Regions from separate parts of the Mus musculus genome. Here region 1 is linked to region 2. The links are chromatin contacts, called in public HiChIP or PLAC-seq maps. All regions are on one chromosome and are shown on one strand. The core of a region is the stretch at or near the end of the contact, and the rest is flanking DNA. Distances in the headings are between cores, read along the strand shown.

Region 1 (3,301 bases), core at 777-3,276, 37 kb after region 2:
TGCATTTTCATTCAAACCACCACAGCTACTTTCCTGCAAGTTGCTAGCAAGGGGAGCCCCTGAAGCTTTGTATGCCACACAGGCTATTGCCACTGCTTCTAATTGCAATCCAAACAAAATAGCAGCTCGGCTCAGTAGTAGCAAAAGTACTGACTGCTCCTGCTGCAGGGGGTAAAATGAGCTGGGACCAAACCGTAAGTCCTGCGTTGGTGATGGGAACATTTGAAGGATCAGAAGAGACTATGGAATCTGCTGGGGTGGAATTGTCATCAATAGTCCTGACTGGCTATGGAACCTGCACACTAACGTGGTATGCACATCAGAGAAGATGCACCCACACTCGTAATAGTGGCATAATGACAGGGGTGCAACCAACCAGCTGGATTTAAGACTACTTCACTGGAAGGACCCCATGTTTGGGGATAGAGAGAAAACACTCATTTTTTAAATATAACCTCTAGGAGAATTTATACAGTATTTCTGATGACACACTATTTGCCAGAACATAACCATATTGCCATGCCCACCCATAAGGTTCGTAAATGTAAGGGCTTTGGGTTTTGTTTTTAACTGTATAAAATACGCCTAACTAAAATTGGTTTTTACTCACCAAAGAAAATATCAGGAGTTACCTGTCTATGCCCTTAGGATCCATGGATTTGGAGCAATGAGGACAATCATCGTGCAAAGGTTCCATCTGCCAGCCGATCTAAGGTTCAAAGCCTGGATCGGAGAAATAAGATCTAAAAATAAAGACTAAGGTGTGGGGGAGGGGGAGCTAAACAGAAACGATCTGCATCCTGACGGTTTAGAAAACTTTAAAAAAAATTTTTTTTTTTTTTGGTTTGGCGCTGATGGGTGTGAAGAATTAAAACCTGCACACCCTGCAAAGGATGACTGTCACGTTCACACGAATGCTTCTGGAGGTCCCCAAACACTCATATTCACCTCTTCTGTTTGTTTGTTTGTCTGTTTGTTCTGCCATTTGTGTCTGATTTGTTCGGTTTGCCTTCTTGGTCTTTGCCTTTTGTGACAGCGTCGCGATCTATGGCCCAGGCAGCCCTCAAATTTTCACCAATTATCTTGACTCAGCTCTCTAAGAGCTGAGGTCACAGACATGCGTCACTACCCAGCACATTGATCTCTTCACGAAGCTCACTGCCTTTCCATGGCACACGGAATTTGGGCTAACTGGGTTTTTGAGGACCTGTGCGAAGTACCTACTTTCCTGTATTTCATGGGACTCCAGGGGATTTTGTAAGTTGAGGTCCAAGAGTTATACAATGTATTTTGAAAGGAAACAATATATACATTTAATCATTGCTTGGTTTGGTTCCTTTTCACTTAAATTATTTTTCATACAATTCTTATATTTCCTAAATTACCTCCCTAAGCTTTAAATTGTAACACATATTTAGGAAATTAATTTTCTAGTTATACTTCTAGCATATGCCAGTATTGATCACCGGGTTCAAATTTAAAGTGCCATATCATGTCTTAGAATTTAAATCCATGTTAAACAATGCCCTTGGCTTTCCTTTCCCCCGTGGTATTCGCATTCCTATCCTGGGATTTAAAACAGTATGTCTTAATAGAACATCTGCTTCATGCTAGAAACCAAAGTTAAGAAAGTCCAATGAGTTCATTTTAAAAAAAAGAAAAAAACTTGGAGGGAAAAAATGCACTTTTTACCAAGTTCATTTAAGAGAAAAATCAAAGTTTGCCTTTAAAGAGAGAAAGAGCCATAGCTCGAGTTGAGCCTTTGCCTGGGTGCCAGATGACACTAAGAAGTCATTGTCCTTCCTCGCTCAGGCATAAAGACCCGAAACCCTTTTTCTTTTCTGACTGTTGCCTTAACCGTAATACTCTTCTCAGACAGCAAGATACCTGAATGTCAAAACATTTATCTATTGCTAATACAGGCTCATTTCATGTGAGTGCCTGCCAGGCAGGAACTAGGCTGTCAGCTCCATCCCGTCAAGAAAAGACTTTCAGTCCCAAGGACTGAGTGAGGGCAGGTTCCAATTGTTAAGTCATTCTTGCTTGAACTGAATTTTAAAGTCAGACTCCTGCTGTTAGAGAATGGAGCTCAAAGAGGTTATTTAGCAACTCGAAATGCAATACTCTCGGCTATAGATTTCTGTTCTTGTTATTTATTTATTTTTAAATCTGCGTACTGAAGGAAACTCCAAGCAGCGAATTATTTGTAAGGGTAACCAACACAGCATAATGGTCCTTGTTTTGGTGCGCTCTCTTTGTAGTGATTTATTAAGGGAGACTGAAAGGGGCTGATTAAAATGCATAAACAGTCCGAACAGTAAACAACCATGTCTAAGGATGGAAAAATGGGACCCACATGCTGTGCATGGAAATTGCCCTTAACAACATGGCCTGTTGTTGAACAGATAGGAAGCCAAAGGTTGCCTGTAATCAAATTTGAAGTTTCCCATCACTTATAAAAGCAACACTTCCTCGTGCAAACGTTTCAATTTGTTGTCATTAAAAACTGCTTCCTGGCGCAAGCCTTCCAGAAACTAGGAGGGTTTTGTTTTGTTTTTTGGGGTTTTTGTTTGTTTGTTTGTTTGCTTGCTTGTTTTGTTTTGTTTTGTTTTGACTGTCAGGTGCATAGAAAAATTCACACCGGGAGCACACTAGACCATACAAAGTGAAGCCAAGCTTGTCTACTGAAGGTCAAGTAAAATCTACAGAGTCGGTAGAAGCAAAGGAAAGCAGAATGAGAGCTCAAGATAATTATTTGCTTTCTATTTCATCTGAATGGGAGGGAGGAGACACTTGATAGGTTGGCTGCATGCTCAAATCCCTTCTTTCCCATTATTCAAAATTCAAACAAAAGTCACATAAAATTTAAGAAAAGAAACTGCAGTAAACCAAAGAACTGGCTTTGTCCAGTATGAATCAAGTGCATGAAAAAAAAAAAAAACCCTACTCAAAAGGAAAAATTTAATTAGTAATATGAATTGTCTGGTGGGCTGTTAAATGGATACAGATATGGGCACTATCATAGAGTAATTACTATTTAAATTCATGTTTCTGAAGATGATTGGTTGCTGATTCGGCTGACAAAATGATTAACTGACAAAATGCTAAGTCATGTTTACTCTTTCACAGCACGGATATAATATAGTAGAGTACTGATAAAATAAATTAAGAAAATTTGAATAACTCTTAAAATATTAATTCTGGGGTTGAAGAGATGGCTCAGTGGTTAAGAAAGCTCGCGACTCTTCCAGAGGACGGGAGTTCAATCCCCAGAACCCACTTTTGGGTAGCTCACAACCAC
Region 2 (3,656 bases), core at 678-3,177:
TGACGTTATTTACATATTCGTGGTCACATGACCCTATCTCACACATTTCTAACTTCTCATAGTATTTCAAAAAGAGCAGCGTTCACGTTTCTCGGGCATACAAACACGGCCAAGGCGCGCAGAGCTTCCTAGAGCCTGCTCTTCTCTCCCAGGGTGCAAAATGGCTTTCCCCGCGATTTAGTTTCTACCCTCTCTGAATGAGACCGGTGTTAATAATTTCATTTGTTCCATTCTGTTAGTGGCCATTTCAAGTGAAAGGCCAGGACAGGTTCTAAACATGCTAAGTTCTATAAAGCCATTAGCAATAAATTTGATCTGGCAGTTTGCTGGGACAATGGAAACTGCTGAAAGGCGTGTTAGTCATTCCGGACAAACCCACCGGGATTAAAAGAATGAGTTAAGATCGTCTAAGGACGCAGTAAGGAGGGGGGAAAAACAGTTGGATCTCTGTTTCCCAATTGCTTGGAGACTTTGTTAATGGCTGGTTGCAGCTTTACCTTTCTTTAACTCAGTTGCCCAAAGCCTTCCTCCCAGTTCTACTAGTTAGGTTTTCTTCAGTACGCATATAAATAAACCCAAAGTGCCCTTCTTTCGGTAAATTCCTATTTATATGTGAACTTCCTCATTTAGTTATCAATTCAACATTTGTCAGCTATCTCAGCCTGATGCAAGCGTAGGCCTTGATTACTTTACACCTTAGTGTACACCAAACTGTGAAAGCAAGGAAAGTCCAAAGTTTGCGCAACTCTTTTTCAAATCATTAGAGCCCTATCAAACCAGCGGCGAGGTCTCCGCCAGCAAAGTCCGCAGCACCACCCTGCCAGCAACTTTCCCGCAGAAGAGAGGATGCTAACTTTGGAAACAGGAGCCAGTCAGCTAGAAACCTCAAATCCCCCACCCCCTACCCCCCACCCACCACCCCCCAGCTAACCCGCTGTGATCAAACTGCCCAGGTAGCCCAGTCAACCTGTTGAGGGAGGATGCTAGGAAGGAGTGCGGGATGGGATGGGGTGGAGAGGAAAGGAATCAGAACTAGTGTCCAGAAACGGCATCTGCACCCCAGTTCAGTCCTCTGCAGTGGGCCACCCAGGTCAGCACTCGTGCTGTGAGGGGCTCACAGGTGGGGACTGTGCTGGCAACAGGGCTCTCTCTGGACTGAGGACCACCTGAAAGCAAGGCTTCCCTGGGCTGAGGCTTTCCCAGACTGAGGATCCCCTAGACTGAAGTTCGCCTGGGCTGCGCCTCCTCTAGATCAGATCGAGGCTCCCCAGGGCTAAGGCTTCCCTGGACTGAAGTTCCCCTGGTTCAGGGCTCCCCTGAACTGAGGCTCCCCTTGGTCCAGGTTCTCCAGAACTAAGGGTCTCCTGGGCCGAGGTTCCCCTCGACCAAAGCTCACCTGGGGCTGAGGGCTGGAAGGCACTGTCCCGCTCCCCCGGAGCCCGGCCAGGGGGCATCTGGAAGGCCCAGCGCACACCAAAGGGTCCGGCCGGGCACAGCTTGAGCGGCACTGGGCTGGCAGGCAGTGGCCGCAGCTGCGGACACTCAGGACCGGGCGCTGGGCGTGGGGGCGGGGGTGCGTGCGTGGGCCCGGCCCCTGCGCGCAGCAAGTTCTCGATCAGGAAACTCTTGCCCAGACTGCCAAAGCCGGGCGCAGGAAGGCCGAAGAGTGCTGAGGACGCCACCACATCCCAGTAGGCTCCGGCCTGGGCGGCCACAGCGCTGGGCAGCATGGTGCGCGCCCGCTGCCCGGGGAGCCGTGGAGAGCGAGTGCGAAGGGACAGGGACAGGGCGCGGACAGGATCGGGGCTGAGGGGTGAGTCCTTGGCCCTCAGCGGCTCCTCTGGCAGCGTCCGGGAACGGTCTGCAGATCCGGACAGGGTTTTCAGGACTGGGATGGAAGGTGTGTCCGGCCCATCCATTCATGTCATCCTGCCCACAAAGTGACAGATGCGGCCAACAATGAAGGCAATGAGAGTCTGGGCTCCAGCGAGGGGAGGGGACTCTTGCTGAGGAGGTGGGCGTGGAGGGGACGGAAAAGGGGCGCTGCCACTCTGCCTGCCAAGCCTTGACCCTGCTGCTGGAGTCCTGGGCCCTCTGGTTTTGGTTATCATGAGCTCCAGGGTACATGTACTTGGTCGCTGAAGCGTGGTTGTCATCAGGGAGACTCGAAAACGTTGATATTAGTACCAGTGATAACTCATTTTGCAGGTTTTATGGGCGCCTCTGTTTTAAGAAGAAAGGAAATGTGTTTTTCTTGGCTATTTGGCAAAACTCCGTTTCCAGTGAATCATCTCAGGTTTTATAAGATCTGTTTTAAGGATTCTGGAGGAAGGTGGCCACACCTGCAGTCTAGAAGAGATGATGTAATCGGTTTTGATCTAAAGAAGCAGCGCTTGGGGCTGAAGAGGTGGCTCAGTGGTTAGCTATGCTTGCTGCTCTTAATAGAGGACCTGAGTTCGCTTACAAGCACCCAGCTCACAACCCACTGAAACTCCAGCTCCACCGTATTAGATGTCTTCTTCTGGCATCCACAGGCACCTACAAGTGTGCATGCCTACAAAGGGACGTCTTTTCCTTCTTTCTTTCTTTTTCTTTTTCTTCTTTTTTTTTAATCTTATTCCCTAACTAATGCCAGTGGGAGACTGGGCAAACAAAAAGCATATTGGAGGGGTGGGGTAAAGAGGAAGGGAGAAAAAGGGAGAGGGCGAGGGGGAGGGAGGGGGAGGCAGGCCTTTAACTACAAGGCTTTAAAAACTTCCCATTTTGGAAACTATCGATGGAGTGTTAAAACTGTGATTCCAATTAACACTTACTCTCCTTCCCTAATTTAGACAGATTTATTTAGGATAAGACTTCATTAGAGTATCTGCAAAGTTGGAGTCAAATGTATAGTTCTACTCCTTGCCCCTAAAAATAAGTTGGGCTTGGTTTCCATTTACTTAAATGCCTATTTTGAGTTGCCGGGTTAGAAAGCTAAATGTCCTTCTTTGGGGGATCATCGAGATGGTTCAGTTGATAGAAGCAGTTGCCACCAAGCCGAGTGACCTAAGTTTGATCTCTAGAATCCACGTGGTTGGAGAGAACTGGCTTCCAAACATTGTCCTCTGGCTTCCTCACACACACCACCCACCCCACCCCCACCCACCACACACACCACACACACACACACACACACCACACACACCACAAGTACAATTTGTTGCTATTGTTTCAATTCATCTCAATGAGTTGGTTACTTTACTGACACCGAATAAATACTGTACTTATTATAAAGATCCCTTCTCAAAGATCACCTCCAATAGCCAAACCCAAGAAGTTGTTGCCGTTTCTTTCTGATACAATAGACAGCTTTATCACCATGGTACCTGAGCAGAATTATTTGCAAGGCTGGTACGTACCATCAATATACATTCACTTATTGATGTAACCAGCAGACCTTCATGGGATATTTAATGTATTGAAGGCAGTGGTTCTAGGAACATGGAGAAAAGATCTAGTCTTTGCCCTGTAGGAACTCTCAGCCTAGTGGCAATAGAAAAGCAATGTCTGTGGGGGGATTTCACACTGAGGGGACTATATGAGGTAGAGCCTTCTGGAAGTCTCCCCAGAACTGAGACTCCGACATCACTACAGTAGTATTTGAAGGGAGCATGCAG

What was found. HiChIP or PLAC-seq counts read pairs in DNA pulled down with a chosen protein or histone mark.
Region 1: an H3K27ac HiChIP or PLAC-seq map of neural progenitor cells shows a contact between it and region 2, with 8 times the contacts expected there. The contact joins the enhancer-like site here to the promoter of Dbx2 in region 2. A contact is called at or near these places in 2 of 39 promoter capture datasets (hippocampal neurons and macrophages), 1 of 15 datasets of contacts at CTCF or cohesin (the G1E-ER4 cell line), 4 of 484 Hi-C or Micro-C datasets (brain, cerebral cortex, forebrain and 1 more), 5 of 115 datasets of contacts at active chromatin or transcription factors (astrocytes, embryonic midbrain, embryonic stem cells and 1 more) and 2 of 9 other capture datasets (embryonic stem cells and macrophages).

The regions. Positions count from the first base shown.
Region 1 is chr15:95,689,470-95,692,770 of GRCm38.p6, forward strand. No RefSeq gene overlaps it. Among named protein-coding and RNA genes, the nearest start is that of Dbx2, 36 kb to the left of the region's middle. Within about 2 kb of position 2,027, at least 25 of the 459 cell types and tissues checked have an H3K27ac peak or open chromatin away from gene starts, as enhancers often do. A contact at or near this core is called in cerebral cortex, forebrain and neural progenitor cells, where this site is marked.
Region 2 is chr15:95,652,844-95,656,499 of GRCm38.p6, forward strand. It overlaps Dbx2 (developing brain homeobox 2), which reads right to left and starts at 1,928. Exons shown (of 4, transcript NM_207533.2): 1 at 1,397-1,928. The coding sequence starts at 1,919. It overlaps Gm31690 (predicted gene, 31690), which reads left to right and starts at 1,633. Exons shown (of 3, transcript NR_168499.1): 1 at 1,633-1,813.